Linked DNA regions of Arachis hypogaea: region 1 is linked to region 2. A link is a contact called in public Hi-C data. All regions are on one chromosome and are shown on one strand. Each heading gives the region's core, a stretch centred on a gene start, on an enhancer-like site or on the middle of the called end of the contact. The rest is flanking DNA. Distances are from core to core; before and after follow the strand shown.

Evidence for each region. Hi-C and Micro-C count contacts between places; a contact is called where the count stands out from the background.
Region 1: a contact with region 2 is called in a Hi-C map of leaf, with 3 times the contacts expected there. The contact joins the enhancer-like site here to the promoter of LOC112741378 in region 2. A contact is called at or near these places in 2 of 8 Hi-C or Micro-C datasets (leaf and an unstated tissue).

What each region holds. Positions count from the first base shown.
Region 1 is chr2:22,829,259-22,833,479 of arahy.Tifrunner.gnm2.J5K5, reverse strand. No RefSeq gene overlaps it. Among protein-coding and RNA genes, the nearest start is that of LOC140176795, 33 kb to the right of the region's middle. Within about 2 kb of position 2,044, at least 2 of the 3 cell types and tissues checked have open chromatin away from gene starts, as enhancers often do.
Region 2 is chr2:22,758,942-22,763,091 of arahy.Tifrunner.gnm2.J5K5, reverse strand. It overlaps LOC112741378 (FT-interacting protein 3), which reads left to right and starts at 1,646. Exons shown (of 1, transcript XM_025790343.3): 1 at 1,646-4,150. The coding sequence starts at 1,767.

The sequences.
Region 1 (4,221 bases), core at 795-3,294, 70 kb before region 2:
TCATGATTTGATCTATTATTGTCATTAATCTCCTAATATTCCTTCTCGGAGTCCCACTTGAATGGATATCATTATCAATATCGGAAGAACTCTCCTCATATAAATCAACTAGATAAATAAATAATTCTAAAATGTGAATCTAAAAGAATGATTATGTTAGCCCTAATTAATTTTACGTCCTCATCATAACGTAATTGATATTAATACCAAATTAATAAAAATAATGTTATCAAACAGTTCAGCAAAACAAAATTATTAATTAATTAATATTTATTAAAATAATACTTTTATAATAAAAAATATCATTTGTTTTTATTGAATATCTGTACTAATTTTTTATTTGTTTTTGAACTAATAGCATGCAAAACAAAATTATTCAACATCATTAGATATTTTATATTTGATAATATGTCAATAAATATAGATTCAAAGAAATTAAATATAGCAGATCTATTACGATCTAATAATATTTTTTTATCGTAATAAATTACTGACAACAGTATTCGAAACATTTTATAAATAAAAAAGTAAAAAAAAAAAGAGATGAAAGAGGTAAAGAAAATAAATGTGTGTAGTATGGTGCAAATGAATTTATTTTACACTCGTATTTATATTGTGTGGTTTTGTTACAATTTGACTAATATCTAGTCGAACTGAGGGTTTTACGCAAACTAAGAGATGCTACATGCAATTCGTCTATTGTTTAGGCAAATTAAATAAAATGTGATGTAGTTCACCTAGATATTAGGAGAACTGTAGTAAATACCAAAACAAAAATAAATCTTAAAATTAAAAGTTATTTTAATATTTTTTTAAAAATAATTTTTTTAATTTATTGTAGAGAAAAATCCGTCTATGGCACTATGTGTGCAGCCAAAAAGGGTTGAAACTATTTGCTTTTTATCTTTGGCAAACAAGGATTTGAATTAAAAATGGATGAAATGTTTGTTGTTTATTTTGTTTCTACCTTCGCTCATGCATCCTAGATTGGAGTGAGTGAGATATTGCAGGCATTAGTTTGTACTTTGCAGGCTGTGTTTGTCGTCTATAAATGAACAAAAATATATAATCCACTAAAATAGATTTTCTATTTTTTTTAATTGATTTTGTTGAATGTTATTTTTTATTTTACAGTATTTTTTCACACATTTTCTCCTTATTTCACTTAAAATCTCTAGAAAGATCACATTTGACAACATTAACTAAAAAGAATTGAAAAAATCTATTTTTGGCAATAATTTAATTTGTATACTTTTGTTATTTGAGATTTAGCTAATATGTATTTTAGGACAATATTAAGATTATTATTGAAAAACCTGTAAAAAAAGGATTATCGTTGAGAAAGCTTTTTATAAAAAATATACAAAAATTAAATATTTAATATATTTTTCTTATATATTTATAAAAATGAAAATTTTAAAAATTTTATTAATAATAATTTTAATATAATAATACCTATAAAAAAACATATTAGCTGTCTTTTAATCTTTTTGCTCTTTCCTTTTTTCCTCTCTGCTAACTCTACTTTAATTTTTACATGTAAAAAAACTAAAATGGTATACAATACGACCCTGTTGTTAGGTGTTTTTATCACTTTATGGGAAGATGGGGAAAATTAAAGTCACGTCACTCGTCAGGTTCTTCCCTTCGGCTCCCATTGACCTCTAATAGAAGAAACCAACAAGAATCTCAGGAAAATCTATCTAAGCTTGGGGTGATTCTGATTTTAGTATAATATATATTATATATTATTTGAATAGTTTTATATGTATGGTTACTGGTGGAATTATGTTTTGGTATAAATAAATTAACTGAAATAATTTTAATCATTAATCGAAAAACTTTTTATATAAAATTTTACATTTTAATTAATTTGTATTATTTATTAAAATAAAAAAATGAAAAAAAAAAACTCTTGTCAATTGTCATTGAGAAATTTTTTATTTTCAACTAAACTTTTTTCTGAGGAAATCGGTAGGACTGTAACTGTAGGTCAGATAGAGAAAAGTGGGACCCACATGATAGTAACGCGTGTGTGCAAAAACAGAGTTTAGTTCAGCCTATGGGCCTATTGTCCTATTCCTATGGCAGTAGCCTCAATGCTATTGCCCTATTAGCTACCAACAAATCTGCCATATATTAACATCATTCTCTTTCTTCTCTGCCATTGAGTAATAAATAAACAACAGCAATAAATACACTTTAAAAGTAATAAAAATTTGAACTTTTTATTTTGGTGTTTTATTAAAATGTAGATGGTTGAAATGTTATTTTTAAATGTAAAATTGTTTGATTAAAGAAATAAAAATTAGACTATTTAATTTATTAAAAATATAAAAATTGGACTATTTAATTTGTGAATGATACAAAATCAAACTGTTAGATTTATGTTAAAAAATAAAAAAAATTAAAGTACAAAAACTAAATCTTTTGATTTGTGTATTTTTTATAATATTAAAAAATACAAAAAATTATAATATTAAAATATATCAATATTTTTATTTTCATACAAAAAAAATCCTAAAAATTTTAAAGTTTTATATTTTTGTAAATTTTTTTATAGTTAACATCTTAAAATATTTGTATGCGTGTAAAATAGTGTATTTAAAGTGCATTTTAATAGTATAAAAAAAAGGGTGAATTTTAAAAAATTAAATATTATTATTTTGACTATTTTTAAATTAGATTCTATTTTATATATTAATTATTTTTAAACTATAACATGAACAAAAAATACATTAATATGTACTTTATAACTAAAATTAATACTTCAAATGTAAATTATTTTAAATTTTTTGAATTCACGAAGAAATTAATATATAGAACTACTTTAAATTCTCTTAATAAACTCTATTAGGTATGTTAGTTTCTCAATAAAAATGACTTATACGTTTTTAAAGAATTTTGTTAAAGAATGTTTTTTAAATGCTAATTAAGATCATCAAACAGAAATTTTGTATCAAAAAATTTAAAAGGTTTAATTTTTAAGTTATGAAATAAATTAAAATTTTAAAATTATTTTAAATTTTTAATAAAATTATATTGAATTATTAATTAGAGAGATAATCTCGGTAGAAATATAAAAATAGAAAATGAAAAAATATTTATCATAATAATAAGAGAGATATTTTCATCTTTCTCTTTTAATTATAGATTTTGCAAACAAATATTTTTAGAATATTTTTTAATTTTTAATAAATACATTATAAATCTATTAAAAATTTTAAATTTTTAACTTAATAAAATTTAATTATTTTCCTAAATATTGTAGGTAAATGAGAAGAGACCGTTAAACAAACATTAAACTAATATTATGAAAAAACTGAAAAAAGAATAAAACACATAATGAAAAGGAAAAACCTTGGACTATGAGAACGTGGGGTTATGTAATGTTGTGTTGTGTCGTGTCTGTTCCTTCGCTCTTTTCTCTGTCTTATAAATACTTGTCGGATTCTCTGCAGATTCTGCCATGGTTACTTACACTGCAACACAAACGCTTCGGCTTCTCATTGTTTTGACCTTGAATTACAAAGACATGTCATTTTTCTTTTATTAATGTCCATAGGACTAGCGATTTTAAATTAGAGTGGAATATTATAAAAAAATAAAAAGAATCATTTAGATGAGAATATTTATAAAATAAAAGATTCATAACCATTTAAATTATAATTTTTATTATTTGTAAACATTATTTAATTTAAAAATAATTAATTTAAATTATAGTTTTTATCTTTTTTTTTTATTTTAAAAGAATTTGATCGATAAAAAAATAGATATATACATAAGATAGATAGTTAAATTTTAACTTTATCTAAATATTTTATTGAATTGATTTTCAAATTTTGACTTCAATTTTAAACTAATTCGATAAAAATTAGATAAAATTGAGTTAGTCACACATATAATTGACATATATAAAAGGACAAGTTACCGAAATAAAATATTTAAAAATTTATATTATTATAATACAATTTTAAATATTGTAGACAAAAATACAATTTTTATAATCTATAAAAATCATAAGAGAGGTATAGTAGATTATGGATTGTATGTAAACTGCTACAGAGTGTAGCAGTTTATGTTCGAACACGTGTGAGGAGAAATTGCTACACCTTGTAGAAGTTTCTAAAGGAATTGAATAAAAAAGAAATCCGACACTTATATAGCGGTTTTTTCACAAATGCCACATAGTGGTTTATATTTGGTTAGAAATGTTTATAA
Region 2 (4,150 bases), core at 397-2,896:
TTTACCTTTTGCATAAAAAAAAATTAATTAATGCTCATTTTAGTCCTTATATGTTTTAGTAATTTTCGGTTTTGGAAAAGTCTAGGGGACCAGCAGTTTTGTTGAATTTTGGCCAGCATATAACCAGCAGAAGAAAGTGAGTCATTGGATGAAATCTCACACCAATCTTACACCATCAAATCATTATTAATGGCTAGTTGATGGCTAACAATCACAAAAATTGCTGGCCCCTAGCATCGCTCTTTGGTTTTTAATATGGTAATAAATAAAATTTTCGTAGATAATAAATTTTGTAAGATAACTCTTCGAGTTGAATGAATTAATTTGATTTGTATTTATTACTTGTAAACATTAAAATAACTCACATAGAGTAGTTAAAAAGAAATATAACTTGTTACATTATTAATTAGAGGAGTGTTAGGGGTAACAATTTGTAATTATCAAGTAGTCATTAATGATGATTTTAATAGTGGGATTTAGATTTTCTAAAGTTTGAATTTCACTTTAGAGAGTAAAGTGTGATCTTCTATCCTTAATTAATTTTTCTTTTATATTTATTCTTGGTCCAACCTATGAAATCAATGGTGAGAGATCACACTTTATTCTTTAAAATAAAATTCAAACTTTAGAGGATCTAAATTTTTAATAGTGTAAAATTACTCACTTTTCTTTTACTAGTTACATACTAGCCAGAATTCAATAAAGTTGCTGCCCCTAAAGTTTTTCTATTAATTAGTTATCATAAAACAATTTTCAAAAATATATATAATAATAGAACGAAAATATTTGGTAATAAAAAAATTAATCAAAAATAATAATAATTTGTCTTATTTAATATTCATTAATTATTACGATAATTAATGAATGTTAAATAAAACAAGTTCTGATTGTTCTTTTTGTCTCTCTAGTATTATTGACGATAGAATACAGAGTAAATGTGTTCTCAAAAAAAGTAGAGTAAGACTAAATTATCGATAATCATGTTAATTGTATACTAAAAATTAGCAACTAAATTAATAATTGGTATAAAATATATATTAAAATATTAAATATATATTAAAATTGAATAAAATAAGTTAAATAACACATATATTTATATACAAATACATAATGATTGATTTTTTATGTATACATAGTATTTTTGAAAAATTAAACATGCTATTTTATATAAAAATATTATTTATATATCAAAATTAATTACTATATATTTATGTATATATATATTTTTAACTCTTTTTTAATATTTTATATTAATAATAAATTTTAATGGTTAATTTTAATTAGTATATACTTTATATGATTAATTTTTTAAATTTTAAATTTTAAATATAAATTATTAGTACTAATTATAATAAATAAAAGAATAAAATTTACTTAAAACAAATAAGTTTTACTTAAGTTAGAAACTCAGGTGCAGTTGATTTTACGTAAAGTTAATAACTAAAATTGTCAGATAATTTGACTGATTTAATTAAATTTTTATCTAACGACTCTTATCTATCAACTTAACGTAAAATCGACTACACATCAGTTTCACCTTTATTTAATAAAAAGTTAATTAATTACGAAGAAAACAGAATATTTAGCAAAATCTTTGAAGTCACCGTAACACTGTCCCATCTTCTATCTACTAGTGCAGCTAAACTCTGTAGCACGCTCGTTCTCTCATTCCTTCATTCAATTCACTTTGCCACCTTTTCTCTCTCTCTCTCTCTCTCTCTCTCTCTCTCTCTCTCTACTCTTCTGTGTTTTCTTCACTCTTCAACATGAACACCACAACCTTCTTCAACACCACCACCACTACAACTACCATGAACAAAGAGAAGCTCGTAGTAGAAATCATAGAAGCCACCAACCTCATGCCCAAAGACGGCGAAGGTTCATCCTCACCGTTCGTCGAAGTAGAGTTCGAGAATCAACGGCAAAGAACGCACGTCAAGTACAAAGACCTCAACCCTGTTTGGAACCAAAAGCTTTTCTTCCATGTCAACGACCTTCATAACCTTCCTTACAGAACCATTGAAATCAATGTCTTCAACGAGAGAAGATCCGCTAACTGCAGAAACTTTCTCGGTAAAGTTAGAGTTTCTGGTACCACCATTGTTAAAGAAGGCCAAGAAACTCTTCAAAGGTATCAACTTGACAAGAGAAGCCTCTTTTCTCACATAAGGGGTGAGGTCACTTTCAAAATTTACCTCACTACAAAGGATATTAATAGTGATGGTGATGGTGGTAGCAATGGAATAATAGCTTCTTCTTCTTCTGTTATTGTTTCAAGGAAGAACAAGAACAAGAAGCTTCATGGTGGTTCTAACATGGCTGCTACACAAGAGCATTTGGCTCAAGAGAACAAGAACGTGATGGTGATGCAGCAGATTCAGAACTACTGTGAGAACAAGAACGTTGTTATTAACCCTGTTATTTCATCTGTTGTTGGTGGTGGTAGTGGTGGTTCAAGGCTTGGAATTGCTGCTGGTAATGGTAATGGTGGTGGAATGAGTGTTTTCCATGGCGGCGGAGGCGGCAGCAGCAGCGGCGGAGGCGGCAGCAGCAGCGGCGGAACAAATGAGTTCTTGTTGAAAGAAACAAGACCACAACTTGGTGGTGAATCATTGAAGAAAGACAAAACAAGTTCAACGTATGATCTTGTGGAACAAATGCAGTACCTCTATGTTAGAGTTGTGAAGGCACGTGGTGCTGACGTGGCATGGTTCGGCAGCGGCAATGGTGGTGGTAGCAGTGTAGAGCTTGTTGCAGAGGTGAAGCTTGGAAACTACAGAGGAATCACAAAGAGGGCTAATTTGGGAAATTCAGAATGGGACCAGGTATTTGCATTCTCCAAAGACTCCATTCAGTCCTCAATTGTTGAAATTATTGTTAAGGAATGCAACAAAGATGATTTCATTGGTAGGGTTTGGTTTGATTTGAGTGAGGTTCCAAGTAGGGTTCCACCTGATAGCCAATTGGCACCACAATGGTACAGAATGGAGAACAAGAAGGGCGAAAAGGTTGCAAAATCTGGCGAGGTTATGGTTTCGATTTGGTTTGGTACTCAGGCTGATGAGGCTTTTGCTGAGGCATGGCATTCTAAGGCTGCAAATGTGAATTTTGATGGCTTAAGTTCAATTAAGTCTAAGGTTTATCTTTCCCCCAAGTTGTGGTACCTTAGGGTTTCGGTAATTGAGGCACAGGACATAATTTCAGGGGACAAAGGTTCTGTTTTGATGGCCAGGTTTCCCGAGTTTTCGGCTAAGGTTCAAGTTGGGAACCAGGTTTTAAGGACTAGGATTGCAGCACCAAGTGCCACTAGGAGCTTCTCAAATCCTTATTGGAATGAGGAGTTGTTGTTTGTTGTTGCTGAGCCTTTTGAGGACTATCTTTTGGTATCGGTTGAGGACCGGGTTGTGCCGGGGAGGGATGAGGTTGTGGCCAGAGTGGCTCTTCCGGTGGCCGCGGTTGAGAGGGGAATAGACGAGAAGCCGGTGACTTCGAGGTGGTTCCCAATTGACGATGGTAACAAGCTTATGACGAGGTTTGGTTCGCGGATTCACCTTCGAGTTTCGCTTGATGGAGGGTACCATGTGCTTGATGAGGCTACAACGTATAGCAGTGATGTTAGGCCAACGGATAAGAGGCTTTGGAAGCCTCACATTGGTGTTCTTGAGATGGGCATTTTGGGTGCCACAGGGCTTATGCCTGTGAAATTGAAAGAAGGTAAAGGGGGTGCGATTGATTCCTATTGTGTTGCAAAGTATGGAACAAAATGGGTTAGAACAAGAACTGTGGTTGATTCTTTGTCACCAAAGTGGAATGAGCAATACACTTGGGAGGTTTATGATCCTTGCACTGTTGTAACCGTTGGAGTTTTTGACAACTCTAGGGTCGATAAGAGCGCCGCCGTGAACTCCGATGGGTCGCGCGATTCGAGGATAGGGAAGGTCAGGATCAGATTGTCAACACTTGAGACGGATAGAGTTTACACTCATTCTTACCCTCTTTTGATGCTTCACCCCAATGGGGTCAAGAAAATGGGGGAACTTCATTTGGCTGTGAGATTCTCTTGTGCTAATGTGGCTAATATGCTTCATATGTACACTACTCCATTTCTTCCCAAGATTCATTATGTGAACCCATTTAGTGTTAATCAATT